Linked DNA regions of Ovis aries: region 2 is linked to region 1. Evidence: chromatin contacts called from public Hi-C data. All regions are on one chromosome and are shown on one strand. Each heading gives the region's core, a stretch centred on a gene start, on an enhancer-like site or on the middle of the called end of the contact. The rest is flanking DNA. Distances are from core to core; before and after follow the strand shown. Region 1 overlaps GRIP1 (glutamate receptor interacting protein 1). Region 2 holds the start of HELB (DNA helicase B).

Region 1 (4,676 bases), core at 831-3,330:
CCATGTTGTCGCAAATGGCGGGATTTTCTTCTTTGTCATGGCTAAGGGATTTCCCTTGTATATATACATATATCCCACATTTTATCCATTCATTCATTGGCAGGCACTTTGGTTGTTTCCGTATCTTGGCTATTGTGAATAAGAATCCAATGACATAGGAGTAAAGCCATTTCTTCTATACAGATTCTGTTTCCTTCTGACATATACCCAGAAGTGGGGTTGCTAGATCCTTTTAGAGGTCATTTTGATCATTTGTATTCTCTCAGAAAAAAGAAAGCAACTCCATTTCATTCAGTTTTTCAAATGTATTTGCTTATAATTACATAGTCTCTTGTTTGGGTCTTGTCATTTTTCCTTGGTTTCTATAATTATATTCCCAATATGGTTCTGTATCCAGTGTATCTGTCCTTTTATTCTTTTTCCCCATGATTATATAGGTAGTGGTTTATTTTTACTTAGCTTTTCTTTTGTACAAGGAACTGGTTCTTGCATTTATTTAATTTCACTCTGGTTTTTTAAAAATAAGTCTTTGCTTTTAATTTAATTAATTTTATTCTGTTCTTCTTAGATTTTGTTCTGCTTATGATTCATTTATCTCCATACTATCTTATAGTTTCATTAAAAGATGATGGTGATTTGTCAGGAAAAAACACCAGCATGTACAGTCAGAGAGTCCAACTTTCCTTGAATGTAGTTCAGTTCAGTTCAATTCAGTCGCTCAGTCGTGTCTGACTCTTTGCGACCCCATGAGTCGCAGCACGCCAGGCCTCCCTGTCCATCACCAACTCCCAGAGTTCACTCAGACTCACGTCCATCGAGTCAGTGATGCCATCCAGCCATCTCATCCTCTGTCGTCCCCTTCTCCTCCTGCCCCCAATCCCTCCCAGCATCAGAGTCTTTTCCAATGAGCCAACTCTTCGCATGAGGTGGCCAAAGTACTGGAGTTTCAGCTTTAGCATCATTCCTTCCATAGAACACCCAGGACTGATCTCCTTTAGGATGGACTGGTTGAATCTCCTTGCAGTCCAAGGGACTCTCAAGAGTCTTCTCCAACACCGCAGTTCAAAAGCATCAATTCTTTGGCTCTCAGCTTTGTCACAGTCCAACTCTCACATCCATACATGACCACTGGAAAAATCATAGCCTTGACTAGACGGACCTCTGTTGGCAAAGTAATGTCTCTGCTTTTCAATATGCTGTCTAGTTAGGGAACATAAAATGGTACTTGAGTAGCACAGAGCAGGAAACTCAGCAGGATTTTCTCCATTGAGGGAAGAGAAGGGGCATTTTTCTTTTCCATTTGTTTCCTTATCTCTATGAACTCATGTTTCATCTCCTTCAGTGATCTTGCCTTGCCCAGTTTTTCCTGAGCTCTCATGTCTATCATCTCTTGTTTTACAGAGACATGTATTTTTTTAAATTTTGTGATAATATATTTGGTCATATTTATCAGTTGCTCTATAACAGTCTTTTTCTCACGAGTATCCTTCATCTGTTATTTCTTTGTTTTTCTATTCCCTCTCTCCTTTTGTAATATTAACTTAGTATATGTCTTATAGTAAGTAAGTAAGTGAGTGAAGTTGCTCAGTCATGTCCGACTCTTTGCGACCCCATGGACTGTAGCCCACCAGGCTCCTCTGTCCATGGGATTTTCCAGGCAATAGTACTGGAGTGGATTGCCATTTCCTTCTCCAGTGGGTCTTACTGACCCAGGGATCGAACCCAGGTCTCCCGCATTGTAGACAGACGCTTTACCACCTTATAGTAGTTCCCTTTAAATTATTGCTTATCTTTAAATGCAGTGACTTTATGAATTGAAAGTGAAAAGTGAAAGTGAAAATCGTTCACTCGTGTCCGACTCTTTGCAAGCCCATGGAATTCTCCAGACCATAATACTGGAGTGGGTATCCTTTCCCTTCTCCAGGGAATCTTCCCAACCCAGAGATCGAACCCAGGTCTCCTACATGAAGGTCTCCTTCATGAATTGGAAGGATGCAAAATTTACCCCCAGTTCACAGTTCCTGTGATGAGTGCATTCTTTCTCTGCCAGCAGAGGGCAGCACCTTCAGGCCAATCACAATGCAGAATTTCTCTCTGCCACCCTGCCTCACTAAGATTGCCTCCTGCAGTCCGTGGCTCGTCTGGAGGTACTCTCAGCCCACCTTCCTGGCTTTTCCTTGGTGCCAAATGGGCTCTAGGGCACTTTCTGTCCACCAGTCATTGCAACCATTCTAGTGTTCCAAACAAAACATTGTTTTGCCTCATGCCGGGGCCCCTGCTTTGGAGGACTGGACTTTCTCCAACATCTCTGGACAGGGACCTCCCTGGCAGTACAGTGGTTAGGACTCCGTGCTTCCACTGCACGTTCTGCGGGTTCAGTCCCTGGTCTGAGAAGTAAGATCCCACATGCTGTGTGTAGTGTGGCCAAAAAAAAAAAAGTTTTTGGTCAGAGAAACTTGGCTTCTTAACACCACCGCTCATTTGCCTTTCCCTGAACTTAGTTAAGTTTCCCTATGTATTATGGTTCCCTATGTATCTAGGTTTGCTGAAGATAGAGTTTACATTCTGTTATTTGCCATCCATTTTTGTTTTGAGGTGATTTCTAAGAGAAGGTAGAACTATTCTTGCCCTGCCTTTCTAGCATTGGAGAGTGAGCCAGAGTTCACTCCAGTTTCGTCTAAACACTTTGAACATTTCTTGGCACGTGCAGTTGCAAATAGTTACACAAAAGTATGATTGGATTTTCTCATTTTTAACAAAATGGGGGCTGTAGGAAATAAATTTGTCAGGAAATTATCTGGCTGACTCTTCTATGCTAAAATTGGCTTCCAAAAATCAAATTAATGGCAGGAGCTACAATCACAAAATTGTAGAATTGAAGACTGATCCTCAAAACCTTTTTCTGATTTTAAACTTTATGAATAAGAACCAACATTGCTTAGTTCACTTTCCTAAATTAATAGGAATGTGAATTAATAGCTACAAATTGAAGATATTTATCTGCACAGTATTGTGGTATTAAAAACAAAGTTGTATAATATTGGAGTATCCAAACTTTACAAATTTCTCTGAGGTGTAGATGCACTAAAAATAAAAACTCAGTCGTGTCCGACTCTTTGCAACCCGGTGGACTGTAGCCCACCAGGCTCCTCCGTCCATGGGATTCTCCAGGCAAGAATGCTGAAGTGGGCTGTCATTTCCTTCTCCAGGGGATCTTCCCAACCCAGGGATCGAACCCAGGTCTCCCACACTGCAGGCAGACGCTTTAACCTCTGAGCTGCCAGGGAAGCCCCAAAATAAAAACTATTATACCAAAATTCCATCAACATTCAAAAGTACCTACATTTGTGAAGACCTACTTTTCATCATGCAAGTGAATAAAATTAAACTCTTAAAACACTAAAATTAAACACCTAAAATTAAACTCTTAATGAAAAAAATCTAGACTGATTTTTTTTGTCTTTTGGCCACACCTCAAGGCAGGCAAGATCTTGGTTCCCTGACCAGGGATGAAACCAGTGCCCTCTGTAGTGAAAGCATGGAGTCTTATCTGCTAGACCACAGGGGTCCCTGACCTCCAGGATCTAATGCCTAATGATCTGAGGTGGAGCTAATATAATAATAATAAAAATAAAGTGCACAATAAATATAATGTGCTTGAATCATCAGGAAACCATCCCTGCCCCCCTCCCCATCCATGGCAAAACTGTCTACCATGAAACTGGTCCTTGGTGCCAAAAAGATTGGGGACTGCTGCCCAAACTGAATTTTATACCTTGTGTTACTTTGCTTGGGCTGCTATAACAAAGCACCACACACTGGTGGCTTAAGCAACAGCAGTTCATTTTTTAAGTCCTTGCTCAGGTGTTGGCAGGTTTGCTCTCTCCTGGGGCCCCTCTGTGCTTGGTCTGCAGATGGCCACCTTCTCACTGAGCCCTCACACGGCCTTTCCTGTGTGTCCGTGCATTCCTGTGTGTGTCCACGTTTCCTCATAAGGACACTCATCCCGTGGGACCATGCTCCCACCCTCAGGGTCTCATTTAACCTTACTTACCACTGTAAAGGCCCAGTTTCCAAATAAAGTCCCATTAGGGCATCAACTTATGAGCTGGGGGGACACAATTCAGTCCATAACATCCTTCGTATTACGATGCCAAGTATAAGATCAGATACTGAAACCTGGATGTGAAAGAAGCAAGGAAGGAAGGGCAAAAGGGAGAGGGGGGGAAAAAAGAAAAATGAAAACGGTTTCCAGTTCTAAATAAAAAGAATAATTACTTAGGAAATGCATTCTTAATTACTTCTATCTTTCCATTTTTTAAGCGATTTTGCAGTTTAAAACTAGTTTGCAGTATCATCCCTGTTAATTTTATGTGCTTACATCATCACTCAATAAAAACAAGGGCTAATTATACTTCTGGCAATTGATTTTTCTGACACTGGGGCTGCCTCATTCATTTTATTCTTGTCATGGCTTTTAAGTTTGGCGTCCGGTGTAAACGTGTATTCCTCAGAGCCTATTAACATCTTCTCAGCTATGGAAACCAGCCTGCCTTTACCCAAACCTAATTTCCCTGAGATAGTCTCTATTTCAACTTATGCTGTCATCACCTGCCTGCATCAGTTAAGGAGTAGATTCACTTACATAGAAAAGAAAATAGCAGGACAGTGTCTAA
Region 2 (4,676 bases), core at 1,405-3,904, 120 kb after region 1:
AGTGGCTCTTAACTGCTAGTACAATCAGTTTCCCCCTCTTTTGCTTCCCTTATTAAAATCTCTGTGGTATGAAGCAGATCAAGATAATCAGTAGGAATATGCCATTAATTTTGCAACTGAGATCAAATGAGAATAAGTCTGGTAAAGAAATAAAGGTTTAGAAGAACAGGCTTTTGAGATAATCTATAAAAAAACATATTTGAAATGAACTATCTAAATGTTAACCTTATCCAAGGATATCAACCTAAAAATATGGAAGAAACTCTCATATAAATTCAGTGATCTGAATTTTTAATATGCAAAATTAAATGCCATGTTCAATTTTGTTTTTTATACAAACATGAATATTGACATTATCCATACAACCAGAAAGAGCTGGCCTTCGTACAGTGCTTCAAGGCTTGTACATGGCAGAGCTTCAGTTTCCATTAAATAAACAACAAATGACTTTTAAAATTTAAACACAAAGCTGAATTTTTCATAGAGAATTGATTTACTAAGTGCCTGCCCTGTTTCTTTCTAAAACGTACAGAAAGTGACCCCTAGTGGGATTTTGAGGAAGCATTTCTCCAGTGTTTTTCATGGATCTCTTTGATCTCTGTATACTCAGATGGTAAAGAATCCATCTGCAATGGGGGAGACCTGGGTTCATTCCCTGGACTGGGAAGATCCTCTGGAGGAGGGCAGGGCAATCCACTCCAGTACTCTTACCTGGAGAATCCCCATGGACCAAGGAGCCTGGCAAGCCTCAGTCCATGGGGTCACAAAGAGTCAGACAGGGCTGAGCGACTAAGCATAACACAGCATAGATGTTATGGTGCTGTGTGCCGGGCATCAAGCTAGGCTCTGGGGAAAAAACATGATCAAAAGCGAAGTTCAGCGTGGCTGAGAAAGGCAGACATTCCTAGAACCAACCAGAGCTGCGTCCAGATAGACAAAGTGGAAACAGCTAATTTGGCAAGGGGCTGGGGAGAGAGTCAGGGGTGGTTGTACAAAGGAGTGTAGAAACGGAGACAAGCTACTTGAATGGAGAAGCTGGAGCAGTATGGTAGCTTCTGGAAACTGTCCGTGGTTCCATTCGGTGAAGCATGAGCTCTTATAGCAGGGTGGATAAAGTAGAAAAGTAGGCCAGGACCAGGCCTTTATCCTGTTGGATAGGGTCCCCCACACTGTGCTTGATGTGTACAAACAGAGCTGTAACAAATAACGTACCAAAAAACATCGAGCATGTCAGTATTAACTAGGCCTTACATAGTATGGGAGACTATGGGGTTTTAATAACAGGCTTTTTAAATTCTGCAGCCCACAGAAAGACCAAGTCAGACAGGAGATTATTCAAGTCAGGAAGTCAAGATAGAGCACCCCTCTCTTTGTGGGTTAGACATGAGAAGAAGCAGAGAGCAGGCAGCAGCTCCAGATGTTGTGATTATAGACAAAAAGAGGTGCTGTTGGGCAAAAGAAGTGTCCACGGTCTCTTCAGTGGGAGAGAGCAGGTGTAGGTGAATCTTACAAACACTCAGCAAGGCTTGAATAACAGTTACCCTTAAATAGCATCACCATTAGCAACAGCAGCGTCACTGGCATTTATTGAGTCATTTATATGGGCCAGGAACTGTGCTGTTTCTGCATTATTTGAATCCTCACAATAAGCCCTTCAAGAAATATGTTACTCATCGTACAAATGAGGAAGCTGAGACTTACAGAGGTTGACCGATTTGCTCCCAGTCCGTTCAGCTGGTCTGAGGAGTGGCTGATCAATGTTGAGTCCGCTGTGCTACTTCGGTGCAGTGGGCCTGGGGCCTGGCACTGTGGGCTCACCAGAAAATGCAGAGCGGTTACAGTCAGGGGAGCAAGTGAATTCATCAAGGGAGGCTGTGACAGGAGGAAAGAAGGTGGAGGTGGAAGCCCAGAGTGGGGGAAACCTGAAGGAAAGGAGGGTGTCTCTCTATTTTTCCTTCTGAAGTAGGGAGGAGGGGGAAAGAGAAGAAGAAGGGAAAGAAGAGAGGGATGAGTCAAAATGGTAGAAATATAACCAGGAGAGAAGGGGAGAGAGACGGAGAGAGAGAGAGTGAGCCCTTCCAGAAGGAAGTAGAATTTGGCAATGTCGGACGCTGCAGAGGAATCAGAGGACTGGTGAAGACTAACTGTTGATTGCCCTTAGAAGGTAACTGTCTCAGAGAGAGAAATTTTCATGCAATGGAGGGCAAACGGTTTCTTCAAGGAGCTGAGGAACAGACAGGAAGTAAAGGAAGGGAGTGAGCCAGTGCTATCTCCTTTATTAAAGAGCCTGGCTGAGAAAAAGAGGAAGCTAGAGAAGACATGATCAAGAAGGGGTTTCCCTCCTAAACACGGGAAAAATCTACATAATCAAGTTTCTATGTTGAGGAGAGGCAGACATGGGAAATAAGAGCCTGATGGTAAAGACCAGCTAATGCAGGAGAGACAGGAGGTCTAGAGCCCAGAAAGAAAAGGCCAAGAAGATCCATGGAGAGCAGAGGGTACGCGGGCTGTCCGTCAGAAGACGGAGGCAGAGGCAAGCCCACTGTGGGCTTTTTCCTTCTGAAGTAGGAACTGAGGACAGTGGCTCAGGTCAGAGGACAGAAAGGAAAGGGAGCTTGGAGATAAGCCTTCTAACAAGTGCTGCTAGGTCGACCTGAGACTCCGAAACCGGGCGGAGCTACAGCAAAGGAGCGGGAGCGGCGGCGGCGGGCGCGCGCCTGCGCGGTGCTGCCCTGGACCTTCCCCTGCACATCTGGGTACAGGTGCAGAGAAAGCCCATCACAGGGAACTGCTGAGGAGCCGGGCAGTGTGTCACAGACCAGACACTTTGCAGATCAACTATGGCAGAAAAGGATGAAAAGGCTGCCAAGATTTTTTGAGAAGTGAAGTCTGGGGATGAGCGCAGGTATCATAAGAAACTTGACAGAAAAGGGAGAAGTTGAGAGTCAGGAATTCTTAGTGTTGGAGGCCGGTTTGACGGGTGAGAGCCAGAAGGATAGGAAGGTGTGATCCCAGAGGAAGATGCTAGCCATTCCATGTGAACACCCATGTCCCAGGCACCATGCTAAGTGCATCGTGTGTGTTATTTTAATTTAACCTCACAGCAAAACTATGAAGTTAATAGCATTCTCCTTATTTTACAGTTGAGGCCACTGGGGCTCAAATACAGCCGCTAACGTGTTCAATGACATGCAGCTGACTGATCTGCCTCAGAGTTTATGGATTAAATCAGGACTCCGAGGTTGAGACATGAAGCGGTTGGATAACGCGAAGGAGAATGGACTGCAGGAGCAGTCCTAGACCAGAATTAAGTGTGTAGACGGGTTCACACATTAGTAATGGATTACCACACCGTGATGGCTAGCTAGCAGTGGGGATAAGGAAGCTAGCCAAGGAAGTGAACTGTGTGAATAGAAGTCAGAGTATTGAGGAGAAGGGTGAAATAGCCAGACTGTACAAGCCCTAAAAGTGCTGATCGTTTTGTATGCAGCTCAGCAGGGCTATGTAATTTGTAGGGGCCAGTACAAAATGAAAATGTAGGAGCTTTTGTTCAAATACAGTGATGTTCAGTTCAATTCAGTTCAGGTCAGTCGCTCAGTCGTGTTGAGTGCCAAAATATTAAAAACTCTCTCCTTTCTGTAGTCGCTCTCTCTTGACCAGTCATGTTGCTTTTATTTACTGTTTCATGCCTTGCTTCCTTGGCCACAGGGAATATCTGCAGAGTGTGTGCAGACCCTCACAGATGCCCAGTGGCTGCTCTGTCCCATGACTCAGGGCATGGTCCACTAGCTTTGGAATTCCACTTGAGATGCTGCATTCCAGCTGGAGGCAAAAAAAAAAAAATCAGTCTCCCCTTCCCTCAGCCCCCCGTCCATGGGATTCTCCAGGCAAGATACTGGAGGGGGTAGCCATTTCCTTCTCCAGGGGATCTTCCTAACCGTGGTGGACTACAGTCCATGGAGTTACAAAGAGTTGGACACGATTGAGGGACTAACACTTTCACTTTACTTTTTCACTTTCCCTCAGCCCAACACCCCACCCCAGAGCAGAAGGACAACCCCATCCTCGGTGCCTGGGTTTGCATGGGCAAGAGATTCAAACACATACTGTGGCCCCTCCAGTCTAGAGAGAGGTGTGTTTCCACCCTCCTTGAAGATGGCACAAGGCAATGTTCCCCCAGCCCCACCCTGCCTGTGCCTGCATCCTGTCCCTCACCATGGGCAGAGGGCAGCAGGGGGGCACAGGTGGGTTTGTTCTGCTGACATGACCCAGTCACTGCCCTGGGGAGAGGACAGAAAAGGGAAGGTGGGGCCCAGGATGCCGGCAGTCACGGAAGGGGAGACTGGGAGGCAAGAAGCTAACCAGGGGTGTGGAGGCAGTGGGAGGTGAAACCCCATGTGAGCCAAGGTTCCGAGCCCCTGATATAGGCTCCCCTGTTCCATCAGACCTCACTTACAAAATACAAATTAAAAGGTGAAACTGTTAAGTTAGTTTGCTAAGGTTGCTATAACAGAGAACTATAGACTGAATGGCTTGAACAACTGACATATTATCATGTTTCTGGGGGCTAGATGTTTGAGATCAAGATACCGGCAGGTTTAGTTTATCTTGAAGCCCCTCTTCTTGGCTTGGAGATGGCTATTTTCTCCCTGTGTCTTTATGAAGTCTTTGTGCCC

Evidence for each region. A called contact is a pair of places that touch in the nucleus more often than the background predicts.
Region 2: a Hi-C map of liver shows a contact between it and region 1, with 4 times the contacts expected there. The contact joins the promoter of HELB here to the enhancer-like site in region 1. A contact is called at or near these places in 3 of 16 Hi-C or Micro-C datasets (hypothalamus, liver and tail adipose tissue).

The regions. Positions count from the first base shown.
Region 1 is chr3:153,585,686-153,590,361 of ARS-UI_Ramb_v3.0, forward strand. The region is part of intron 18 of GRIP1 (glutamate receptor interacting protein 1); the gene reads left to right. Among named protein-coding and RNA genes, the nearest start is that of HELB, 120 kb to the right of the region's middle. Within about 2 kb of position 2,081, at least 1 of the 54 cell types and tissues checked has an H3K27ac peak or open chromatin away from gene starts, as enhancers often do. A contact at or near this core is called in liver, where this site is marked.
Region 2 is chr3:153,708,159-153,712,834 of ARS-UI_Ramb_v3.0, forward strand. HELB (DNA helicase B) reads right to left here and starts at 2,655. Exons shown (of 13, transcript XM_060412843.1): 1 at 1,702-2,655.